Regions from separate parts of the Rattus norvegicus genome. Here region 1 is linked to region 2. The links are chromatin contacts, called in public Hi-C maps. All regions are on one chromosome and are shown on one strand. The core of a region is the stretch at or near the end of the contact, and the rest is flanking DNA. Distances in the headings are between cores, read along the strand shown. Region 1 holds the start of Timp3 (TIMP metallopeptidase inhibitor 3). Region 2 overlaps Syn3 (synapsin III).

What was found. A called contact is a pair of places that touch in the nucleus more often than the background predicts.
Region 1: a Hi-C map of the A7r5 cell line shows a contact between it and region 2, with 7 times the contacts expected there. The contact joins the promoter of Timp3 here to the enhancer-like site in region 2. A contact is called at or near these places in 9 of 12 Hi-C or Micro-C datasets (the A7r5 cell line, frontal cortex, kidney and 4 more) and 1 of 1 datasets of contacts at active chromatin or transcription factors (oligodendrocytes).

Annotation. Positions count from the first base shown.
Region 1 is chr7:19,455,232-19,461,342 of GRCr8, reverse strand. Timp3 (TIMP metallopeptidase inhibitor 3) reads left to right here and starts at 1,785. Exons shown (of 5, transcript NM_012886.3): 1 at 1,785-2,204. The coding sequence starts at 2,084. All of the region lies in intron 6 of Syn3 (synapsin III), which reads right to left.
Region 2 is chr7:19,288,651-19,294,193 of GRCr8, reverse strand. The region is part of intron 2 of Syn3 (synapsin III); the gene reads right to left. Among named protein-coding and RNA genes, the nearest start is that of Syn3, 27 kb to the right of the region's middle. Within about 2 kb of position 2,198, at least 12 of the 93 cell types and tissues checked have an H3K27ac peak or open chromatin away from gene starts, as enhancers often do. A contact at or near this core is called in the A7r5 cell line, where this site is marked.

The DNA of each region.
Region 1 (6,111 bases), core at 536-3,035, 170 kb before region 2:
GGGCCTCAAAGCCTAGCGGGACAAGACAGAAAGATGTGGGAGCTAGGCTCTCTTTTGTATAGCTAGAATACTTGGGTGGGAGATTCTTGGAAGCATTTGGCAGGCTGAGGCAGGGGGATTGAGAGTTCAAGGTCAGCCTGGACTACATAATGAGATCTGTCTCAAAATAACAGCGGTACCAACAGAAACAAAAGACACAAAACAATCTAAACAAGGGCAGTGCAGTCAGAAATAATGTTACCATGTTGCTCTCTGCTTCTGCATTAGAGAGTCTCTCTCTTGGGGATAATCTAAGGGGTTCCCTTGGATTTTCCTAATTTTTACAAGTTTTCAGCATTCTGCAGCTAAAATACAGGTCTCCTTTGAAATCAGCTGAGGTGTAAGGTGGCAGAGAGGGGAGAGAGATTATTATAAAAGTAATGTTGGTTAGAGGCAGCTGCAAGGATGGTGGGAGCATCCCCTTCCTGGGCCTGTTTCTTCAGCTGGAAGGTACACAGGACACCTGTCCTAGCTTTCCCTAACTAGAAGGAATCTGCAAATACGAGATGGAGTATGGAATCCTGCTTTTCAAAACAGATAGCATAGGGAGATGGAGTATGGAATCCTGCTTTTCAAAACAGATAGCATAGGCCAGGTGTGGTGCTGCACATCTCTAACTCCCTTAGAAGCCTGACACAGGATGATCTTGAGTTCAAGGTCAGCCTGGGCTGTGTCAGCAAGACTGTGTCTCAAAAAGGTAGAACAAAGTGTGAGTACACACCCATGCCCTCGCCCACTCCCATCCCCCCCCCAACCCGTGAAGATGTTACTTAAAATGGCTTGGTTGATAACATTCCTAATTTTACTGTTAGTCGTCTCTGATCTTGGATCTGGATCTACTTCACTTTTGGACTGCCTTACCTCAGGAAGTTCCTTACTGAAGGAGGAATTGCTGTCTGTCACCAGTGAGACCAGCTATCCTACTCCCCCTTTTCCCCTATATTCTGTCCTTCAAAGAAGACCCAGGCCTTTGCACTTGATGTTCTTGCATGATGTCACTCCTTTTACTGTCCCACAGAAAGCAACACCCTCTTAGTCATTCTAACCTAGGTCTACAACTATTCTAGTTTCCTCATCGTACTAGCACAGTCATCCTGATTGCAAGGGCTTGCTTGGCGTCCAGAACAGTGTTTGTTGAATAATTCCACAGATAAATTTACCCCCAGTGACAATTACCATAGCGGTCCCACAAAGGCAGAGGTGTATGTGTTGGGGGTGGGGAGGTGGGTAAAACGGATGCCATCTGCTCAAGGGTTTCCTCTTACTCCCTGCTCTCTCTCTCTCTCTAGGAAAGATAAGAAGGGGAAATTTTCTTTGAGGCTTCCCTCTTGACTTTTTCAGGAGGCCTGATCAAGACTTCAGGGCGCGGGCCACCTAGGGCCCTTGAAAGGGTTGTGCAGGCAGGCTGGGTGGCTGGGATTGGATCCTTGTTTGGGTCGAAAGCGCAAAGAGGGCCGGTGGGCGTAGGGTGAAGGGGCCGTGGGACGCCGCTGCAGCGCATACTGGCCCAGGACGCGCCCAGCCCACCCACTCGCGTGCCCACAACTGCATTATTCCCTAAAAGGATCTGAACGGTCCGGGCCGGCTCCGCCCTGTCGCCCCGCGCCCCCCGGCCCCGCCCCCTTTTTGGAGGGCCGATGAGGTAATGCGGCGCTGCCATTGGTCAGAGGGGGCGGACCCCGCGCTCCCGAGGGGCTGGGTCCCCTCGCGCCCCTATATCACTCTGCAGCCCTGGACTCTTGCTCACAGTGGGCAGCGGGCAGCCGCCAGCGCCAAGGAGCTTCTTCTCTTGCTTCTCCGCTTCCCGATCCTTCTCCCGGAGGCCACTCACTGGCTCCGCGGACTCGTGCGCCAGACACCCTTGGCCACTTGGTCACATCCCGCCGGGCTACTTGGAAGGCACTTCCCCGGAGCTCAAAGTTGCCCACCGTGCACAGTGCACGGTTAAACCCGGCGAGTGAGCTCGGACTGCAGCACCGGCGCTAGCGCTCGGCAACTTTGAGGAAAAGAGCGGCAGTCCCCGCAGCGGACCACAGCAGCTACCATGACTCCCTGGCTTGGGCTTGTCCTGCTCCTGAGCTGCTGGAGCCTTGGGCACTGGGGAACGGAAGCGTGCACATGCTCGCCCAGCCATCCCCAGGATGCCTTCTGCAACTCCGACATCGGTAAGCGCTCTGGGAGGCCCCGGAGCAAGTTGCACGCCGCAGCGGGAGACTCAGTTTCCCTGGGCGGGGACTCTATGTACAGAAATGCCTTGCAGACGGAACCCAACCGGTGGCCTAGTGATGGTCTCTGGCGGGCGGGCGGGCGTGAACTAGGTCCCTGCTTGACATCTAGAAATTTTCTCCATTGGCTTGAAAGGAAAAAGAGTTGGAGGAGGAGGGTGAGAGAAGGTTCTGAAAAGTTGGAACTCCAACTGAAGTTCTGGGACCTCGAGTACGCTTTTCAAGTTGCTCGATTGTGCGGGTGGAGTTGCGAGAGAAAACTAGCGTTTAGAGATTGCTTATCTCCTGCGCCCTTGAACTTCGTTCTTTTCCTTGAGATCCAACCCAGCCTAGCTGCAGGCTCTCCCAGCAAGTGCTAATGGAGCTTCTGGCCTGCCAATGCCAAGTTTGGGTGGCTGGAACTGGGGGAGGGGGAGATGAAAAAAAAAAAAAGAGAGAAGAAAACTGTGGGGTTGCCCTCCTCCCTGGGAGTACTGTTGATAGTTGGCCTGAGGTGACTGTGGGGGAATCACTTACCATACAGCTGTGAAAATTCACAGGAAGTTTTTTTTCTTTCCCTGAATGTATGTGAGGAGGGAGAGCTTAAGGAGAAAGCAGATTTGTCACCCAAAGAGCAAAGATGCCCAAGGTCTCATCACTTGAGGTGATGGGCTCAAAGAGACTGTGCTGGTTAGAGAGACTTGATAAGAAGTGGAACCCACAGTCCGGAGTGCCTGAGGAGTGTTGGAGGAATTAGTGTTTGGAGGGCCCCAGGAGGAGCAGAAGCTGGAAACTCTGTTCTCCAGCTCTTAAAGCTCTCGGGTCCAATGTCCCTGCTGTGTGTTTGCTGGGCAGGGGCGGGGGACACGAGGCCGCACTTGGCCAGTGTGGATTCAGTAAAGAATGGAGTGTGTGTGTTTTAAGTTTAGTCATAAAGGAGAAGGAAATTTTCCACTGGGTCTTGAGTGAGGGATTCTACTCTGCAAGTGTGTTGTGACGAGGAGGGGGAGGGGTGGCGACCTGGCAGGAGAGAAAACCGTGGTTGGAGAGGCACTGCTGGTGGGTCAGGCCAGCCTAGGGGGAAATCTGGGAGGTGGCTGTGGTGGTCAGGTCAGTCCACTTGGCAGCCCCAGGGTGTTTGTGTGACCTGCGGTCACCCCTCTTGGAGGTTTCCTAGAACCCGAGGACACCCACCCTTTCCTGTCCCTGGGGCAGAACCCCTGGCTTTAAGGGTTGCTTGGAAGCGTCCTTTTTTGGATTGCTGGAGGGCTGGGAAAGTTTTCTCCCTTCTCCCCTGAGTGCCCCCACCCAGATTCCTCTTGGCTTTTCCTCTCAGCAGTCAGTGACTTTCTCCACTAGTTCGTGCTGTCTGGTTTTTGCTCAGCCTAGAGCGTAGTCCTGACCTGTGGGGGAGCAGGTGGAATCTGGGTGTGCAGACTAGGGCCCAAGTTCTTTTCAGCCGCACAATGGGTTGGGTGTGTTCAGTTTGGTTCCCTAGTGTGAGTAGGGAAGAGAGGGTTCTTCTCCTCTCTATCCTAGATGCCTTTCGGCTCTGAGGTGTCTACCTTGACAACATAAGCCAGGAGTGCTCTCCTGGAGTCAGCTGATTGCTTCTGTAAGGGTCCTACTGTTGGTCAGCACTGACCAAGTTTCTTGTCATTTCTATGGGTTTATTCAAGAAACAGCTTATTTTCTCCCTCTTAATACGCTTCCTAGAAAAAAAGTTAAATTACCAAGAAACATGCCAAATCCAGAATATAGTAGTAGCCAAAGGGGAGGGGGGATCCTTGTTCTGGCAGGAATCCAGACTTACTAACCCTTGGTTTGGTGCACTGCACAGAGATGAGATAATGCTTTTAAAAATGGGAGGTGTGGGTGTGGGCCTGCTGGCTTGTTGACCTGCTGTCTGACAGCAGCAGACACCCTGTTGCCTCCAGTAGATGGCTCCCAACTGTCCTCTGGAAACTGGAGCCCCCTCAGTATGCTCAAGCCAGCCTGCCTGCCACCTTCCTCTTCTAGAACCGGCAGGCATTCTCACCCTGGCTAGATGCCATGTTGCCAGGGAAGGGCACAAGACGCCTAGCTTGGCCTGTGGTAAGCCCCCATTACCGCACCAAAATGGCCTTCCTTCTCCCTGTCTCTTTACCCACAGGGTGTCTCTTTGCTCTTTCTTCTCCGAAGCCCAGGGGACTGGCACAACCTTCTGGATGAGGAGGAGTTAAAAGGTGTTTCCATGGCAACTGCAGGCCCAGCACCCTATCTAAGTGTTTAGAAGACTAAACTACACTTACCATTATCAGATACACTGTGGGGCAAAGCAAGGAACTTGGCAGTGGTCACCTCACCTGGGGCCTTCTCCCTTCCAGTCACTGCCCCCGAAACTCCTTCAAAACCTTGACTGAAGAAGCAGGGGGCAGGGCGCTGGGAATGAAAGAGGCAGCCTTGGCCAGGCAGATTTTGCCCTGGCAGCCTCAGTTCAGGCAACGATGGGAAATGTTCAGGGCATTCTGAAAATTTTGGAGTGGGGTGGTGTGCGTGCGCATGCATGTGTGTCATGAGCACATAACACACACACACTCACACACACACACACACACACACACACACGTGTGAGTGTGCATGTCCACGTGTACTGAGGCTAATGGCATCTGGAGAATCCTGACCGGAGGAGGAATGCTGTTGGGCAAGAGGAAAGAAGACAAGGAAGCATTCAGACCTATACTGGTGTTCAAGCACGTCAGAGATGCTATCTTAACTCCCCAGCAACCTTAAGTGGTATCACACCCATTTCTCAGATGGAGAATACTGAGACTGAATAAGGTCATCATGCAAGGCCACCAGCAGTGGCCAGGCATGCATTCAGTCTTCATGATGACACTTTTCCGCTGAACTCTGACACCCTAAGGACGGCACCTGCTCCTGGAATTCAAATGAAAGGGACGGATGGCATTTTCACCTAGATTAGAAAAGCTTCCCTCCAAACATTGAAGGCAGCTAAAGGGGCCAGCAGTTTTAATTAAAGTATCCTGTTTACCGAGGAAGAAGTGATTACAGTTTTATAACGGCACAACAAAAGACAAGGACATTCCCTATGTTCTTTGGCTGCAAAAACCAGAAAAGACTCTCAAAATTACTAGGCCAAGGTGAAAGGGTGACTCGCTGTGTGTCATTAAGAGCAGTGATCAGCGAGGCTGATGGAATCCGAACTCCCAGGATGATTGGAGGAGACAGGGGTTCCCAGGGGAGCCACCTGCCCAGTGCTTGGTCGGAGGTGGATGGGTGAGGCAGGAGCCAGGAAGGAAGTCTGCAGACTGGGGTCCCGGTGGGTGTAGAAGGTGCCCCTCTGACTGCTCTGTCCCTTTCTCAGTCCCCTGACAGACAAGACTAGAACATTGCTGGGAAGTGGCTGTGCTTTTGCTGACACAGCAGGACCCATTGAGATCAGCTGCTGAATAGTACATTCCAACAGGTTCAATAATGAAAAACAAAAACGACGCCATTCTAGTCCCTTTTGGCTTTTCACACTTTAGCCTGCATGGACACGAAGGCCCCTTCTTCCTACTTTTGTCACATTCTGCTCTTGGGTGGTCTCTAGAGGCAATGTGGGATGGTGGAAGGGCCTTGGAAAGGGCACAGCTGGGTTCAGATCCTCCTCTCCCCAAGCCCGTGTCTTGTCGGCTTTGTGTTTAGGCATTTAGTGGGTCCCTGTAGCCTTCACTCTCCTCATTATGAGAGGCCCTAGTAATTTGTAGCTTTTCAGACCTTTTTTATTCATGCCTTTAAGCTTAAAGTTTTACAGTGATGGGTGCTATTTTTATGTGTGTGTCATTCATCCATTCATTTCTATCCACCTATATATCTATTGTCT
Region 2 (5,543 bases), core at 949-3,448:
GAATCTGTGGCCTTTTTCCTTTAATGTATACAAGCACTATCATGAGGCAGGCATTTTTATTTCTGTGCTATCAGGGAGGAAACTCAAATCCCAGAGACTAAAGCTTGGAGATCTTAAGGGGGAATCTGTCTCCAGGTATTTTCCTCTGTGTCTCTGCTTTCTTCTGCTCAACCCTGAAAGAGTCTGGATAGAGGGTGCATAGGGCATTAGGTATCGTTCCATACATAATGCTAAAGAGCCAGTTTGCATTTCCCACTTTGCACTGCGTTTGCAATGAAACAGATACCTGAGTCACCAGTGAACCAGGCACTACATTAAGCATTTCCATAAACCCTCTTAGGGATGGCAGCAGTGATTTTCTTCATCCTAGCTCATCCTCTCCTTTCTCCTCAGCAGAAACATTCACAGGTTAGCACATAAAACTGTAGTCCTGAGCCTCCCCTATGTAAGCTGTGGTCATACAACCCAGTTCTAATCAATAATTTGTAAGCATCGCGTTCATGAACCTTGTCCTAAGTCTTGTGATTCTGTTCTTTTCCCTGGAGGAGGGAACTATTTTTCTTAATCTTCTTTTGTGAAAGGAGTCTTCCTACAAACCCTCAGACTGCTTCCTTCTGTCTGTGCTCATGCCCCCATCGATTCTCAGCCAATGCCAGTACAACCTCCCTCTCCCAAGCCTTCCAGCACCCTTGACTGACAGCTTCGATATTCATGGTACTTTTTCTTACAATGTTGTCAGGCTACAGTGTCACTGAGACTGGACTTTCATGGGACAGGGGTGGGTGGTATGACTTGAAAGTAAGGTTCTACTTTGCTTCTTTCCCACTGGTGCTCTTCAATGTGTGCGTAGCCTCACACGACGCAGACTTTCATCGAGAATCCTCAACAAGGGAGTCAGCACATCCCATCCCACTTCCTGTATTTGTGGGGGCTGTGAAAAACCAGCAAATATCCTAAGAGGTGTATGACTAATATTTAAAGTTGATAAGCATTCTAATCAACAAGATCTTATCCAAAAGCAACTTAGAGATGACAGGGCTTTTGGCTTATAACGCCAGGTTATAGCCCAGCATGCTGGGAAAGTCAAGGTCTGAACTGAAGCAGTCACAACGTGTCCATAGTCAAGAGTAAAGAGAGCATGAATTCATCCTTGCCTGCTTGCTCTCGGCTACCTTTCCTTAGTAGGGAATGGTACCTCTCACTGACTGGGTTTTCCCGATTAATAATTAGGACAATAATCTACAGCCATGTCCACGGGCCATCCTGATCAAGTCAGTTCCTGGGTTGATGTTCTCAGGCAATTCTGCATTGTGGCAAGATGACACTTAAAACGAATGGCCGCAATGAATAAAGCTAGGGAATGTTTAAATAAAATATCTGGATCCCTTCTCTGATGACTATAGCTCGTAAGGACTCATCCAGACCTTAGCAGCATAGCACTGGGCAGCTCTTGGTTCTCGGTCTCAGCTCACATCCTTCCCAGTTTCCCAGTCACTCTCCACTCTCCGTTCTTCACTCCATACCCAGGCAGATTCTGGTGTTCTTCTTCCTAGTACTTGACCTTCCCATCAACCCCAGGAGGGAATGGGGCAGGGTCACTCCCATATCCTGCAGATGCAGAAGTTGTCATTCAAGGTCTCATAGATTTTCCAGCTGTCCCATAGTTTCGGATGTTCAGGATTCAGTAAAATTCCTTCCTAATGGGGATGCTGCTGTTGTTGTTGCCACATGTTGTTTTATAGCTGTTTCCATGGACAGACAGACAGACAGACACACACACACCTGTGATGCTTCAGCATGTCCTCTGCTTTGTGCTTCTGGTCTTTTGCACAGGCTCACCCCTCTGTTTTGCCAGGCTGTCTCTCTCTCACCTTCCAGAGTCCTCATAGGTGCTATCTGCTCTCTTGGTTTCCTTAGCAGCACCCCTATCTGGCTGGGCTGGGTACCCCTCCTCCACAGCCAAGCATATTCCCTTAACCTTACAGTACTGCTTTGCCTTGTAATTATACATTACAATCTCTCCTCTGCCTCCAAACACCCAGTGTGTGAGGTCTGTTTCAACAGCCACTGCACAGGACAGCACCTTGTGACACGGCACGGGACTGCACTTCCTACATGCTGACCAGGTAAGGAAATGTCTCCCTTGTCCCTGCATCCAGATCTTCCTTGTGACCCTCTATTGCCACCTACTGGCCAATTGTTGCAATTACTCACAAATCTACATCTGATTATAGGGGTCATTGTGTGTATGTCCAACCTGTGGGACTGACAGTCAGCCTCGGACTTGATTCCAAACTGGAACCCAGACTGTTCTGCATTGTATGCCTCCCAAGCAGCTCCTGCCTCAAAGAGGCCTCACCTTCCCAGGAGTCTTTGGAATGTTTAGTGCTGAGGCTGGCAGGCTGTCTCAGGCTGAGGTGAGGGTCAGGCTGTCCATCCCTCTGCCTGGCTGGGAGTCAGAAGTCTGTCTCCTGCTGGGCCACACAGACTGCTGCCTTCTTGCTGGGGGTTGGGGGTGGGGATGGTGGTGGAAGGATGGGCTAAATCAGGCTGGAGCTGCCTCAGAACAGCCCTGTGTGGCAGAGAGAAGGGGAGGGATGGCATAGAATTCGAGATGCCTTGTGGGTGGAGGCCAGTGTCTCTGCTGTTGACTGGCTGCTCGACCGACCTTGGTTTAAACAGATGGATCCACGTTGTCCAATGGCTTTGTCTTCTACCAGCAGTCCCATCCCAGTGCCCTAATATGTCCACATTCACAGTTTCTTGAATAACTCTGCCAATCAACCAAATCCATGGTCCTGCCCTGTGAAAGGGGGTGGGAACACTGGATTCCAGGAGGTTTCTGTCTCTGTGGGTGGCCTCATATTTTACTGACACATTGAAGGCAGCAGGAAGGAGAATATTGCAAACTAGGCTGCCTGGGGCGGGAAATGCCTACTTTGGGGCCCCAGGATGTGGTGGCATGTGACAAAGATTTATGAGGAGTGGGCACTGCATTCTTTTCCTGCCTCAGGCAGGGAATGAGCACAGATGGGATCTACCTGTGTCAGAGCAGGGCTCCCGGACAGATCCATCCGACCATGGAGACAGTGAGGCCAGGCAGCATCTCTTACTGGATCCCAGAGTTTGAGGATTCTGCTAGCCCAGCCAGCCAGCTGGGATCCTCTTCCCACCTCCCTGAGTCCCGGAATGTAGCAGGGGCAGCATGGTCACTCATTCACCAGAGTCCCCAGGGTTTAACTCTGGTTCTCACACTTGTGCAGCAAGTGCTTTACCCAGCAAGCCAGGCCCATAGACCCAGGAAGCCTCTGCATGATTCAACCTGCAGCGCTGGACCATCTGCTCTGTGCAGAACCTTCAGGCTCCAAGGAGCCAACCAGGAAGACCACACAGGGCTCACTCCCTCCCAGGAGGCAGTGACACACAGATATGTGATAACCATCCGTGCAGCAGCATAGAGATCCAGCTTGGTCCAAAAGAAGCCCTCTGACCACAGGGAAGTGTTTCTTCCCACCTGTGCTTGTTCCCATCCACAAGTCCCCATACTGACTGCTGTGTTTCCACAGGCAGCCTCTGATTAAGCCAGTTTTTTGCATGGTAGTTAACTTCTGAGAGACCTTCAGAAAACCCAGCAGAAGAGTGGACAGGAATCCCCATCCCTTTTCTGCCATGGCAGATGATTCCCTCCTGCCAGGGAGCACATCAGAGGCTTCTACAGACCTTGGGGAGAGAGACATTAGGTAATGAGGCTGGCATCTGCCCAGAGACATGCCTTTCCAGGGGCCATGTTGTAACCAATGGGGTAAAGTCTGGGGACACAGCTTTGAAATCTCTATTGCCTAAGCAGAAGCAGGTCTCTAAGGGGTTCTAGAAAGAAGGTCACTGGGAGGGCCTGGGCTAGAAAGCCAGGCTGTGGAGGGTGAGGCAACACTTGCAACTAGGCTGTGGAATTCCTCAGAGAAGAACGAGGCAAGGGCATGATTCAGGTAAGACAAAGGCAAGAGGAGAAGAGCAAACGCTTGAGTTTGGAGCCTTCTCTAAGGGTTTCTAGAATAAGATCGTTGGGGCCTGAGCCCTTCATGACTTTCACAAATGAGTAGCCAAACCAAATTTGGGATCTTCTACACCATGGGAAACTCACCCTTTTCCCACCACCACTTGATCTCCGCCAGCTAACTGTACTCATACTGAGCCGCACGTGTGCCTGGCCTGCTCTGTTCATCAAGTTGAACTTCATCTCCATTTTCCATTGCTCCGTCAGTGGTCTTGTTTCTATTCACTGAAATCATGTAGTAAGCCCTCTGTTTTGATAGCTTCAAAGGTTGGTTTTCCATCACGATCAAAAAGCAGGTTCCTGGCTCCATTCTAGCCATTCAGAGTCCACTGTGGTAGGTGACAGTTTCTCTTGGCTTGCCTTGGATCCATTGAATGCTTGTCTAGTAGTGGTCCTTCCATTCGTATTGGTTCATGTCCTGACAGAACCAAGCCTCCCTCCTGTAGACAACATTGGTAGGTCTGTCAGAGAGTCTTCTCAAGAGAGAAGGAGTAGATGAAGCCAGGCTTAATATTGACCAAGAATTTGTTTTTTAAGTTGCAAAGGCAAATGAGGGTTGAGGTATGCATGTATGCTGTATGCAGATCTCTGGAAGGGTCTCACAGGTTGACGTTTCCTAGAATTCCAATCATTACCCATTCTTTTCCTAGTAAAACCTCATTTTACTTATGTTGGCCAAAGGTCCTTCTTTCCATGAGAAAGAACTTGACCTTATGCAACAAGTTCCGGGTGGTAGCTGGAAATAATCACTCTAAAAGGAACGCTCGTCAAGAGACATGGTCTTCACACATCACATGGTGGTATATCTAAGGAAACAGGTGCTCTGGGATGGAGGGTGCCCTTTACATTTGAGATCTCACGGCTCAGTCAAGCTCTTTAGAGAGACAGCAGAAAGGAAGAGATTTAGGGGGAAATTTTATCCACATTCGCTTCTGTTCAAAGACATTTTCCTTGTATCTTCTAGCTAGGTTCCAAGGGTGAAGCTTTCCCCCAAGATTCCACACGAGCAGGGTGGCGGCAACAATCTTTCTGTTTCCCCTTCCTCTGTCTCTACTCACAGAGGCTGGGTAGGAAGCTGCAGAGACACTGGCCCTTGGATTGGACAGCATGAAGACCTCACGAAGAAGGGTCAGCACTTGAAAAATTCTTCAAGTCAAAGGGCTAGGGGCTTGGGTGCCACACAAGGCCTTCACTGTGTGTGCACGCATTGTCTCCCTGATAAAAGGGGCCGGGCCTGGGAAAACTGAGCCGTCTCTAGGCAACAGAACTGGTTGATGGGGAATGTCCACGCCCCTCCCCTCTCCCTGGACACTAGGGCAGGGAGAAATACAGAGAAAGAAGGCAGAGGTATAGGACCAGTACTGAAGCCCTGCAGGTGGGGTCAGGTGGAATGTTTGAGTTAATAAATAAAGCAAATAAGAGGTGACACCCCTTTAATGAGACCCCCATCTTCAGTTCACTAGAAGCCCCTTACAGTCCTCCGCATACA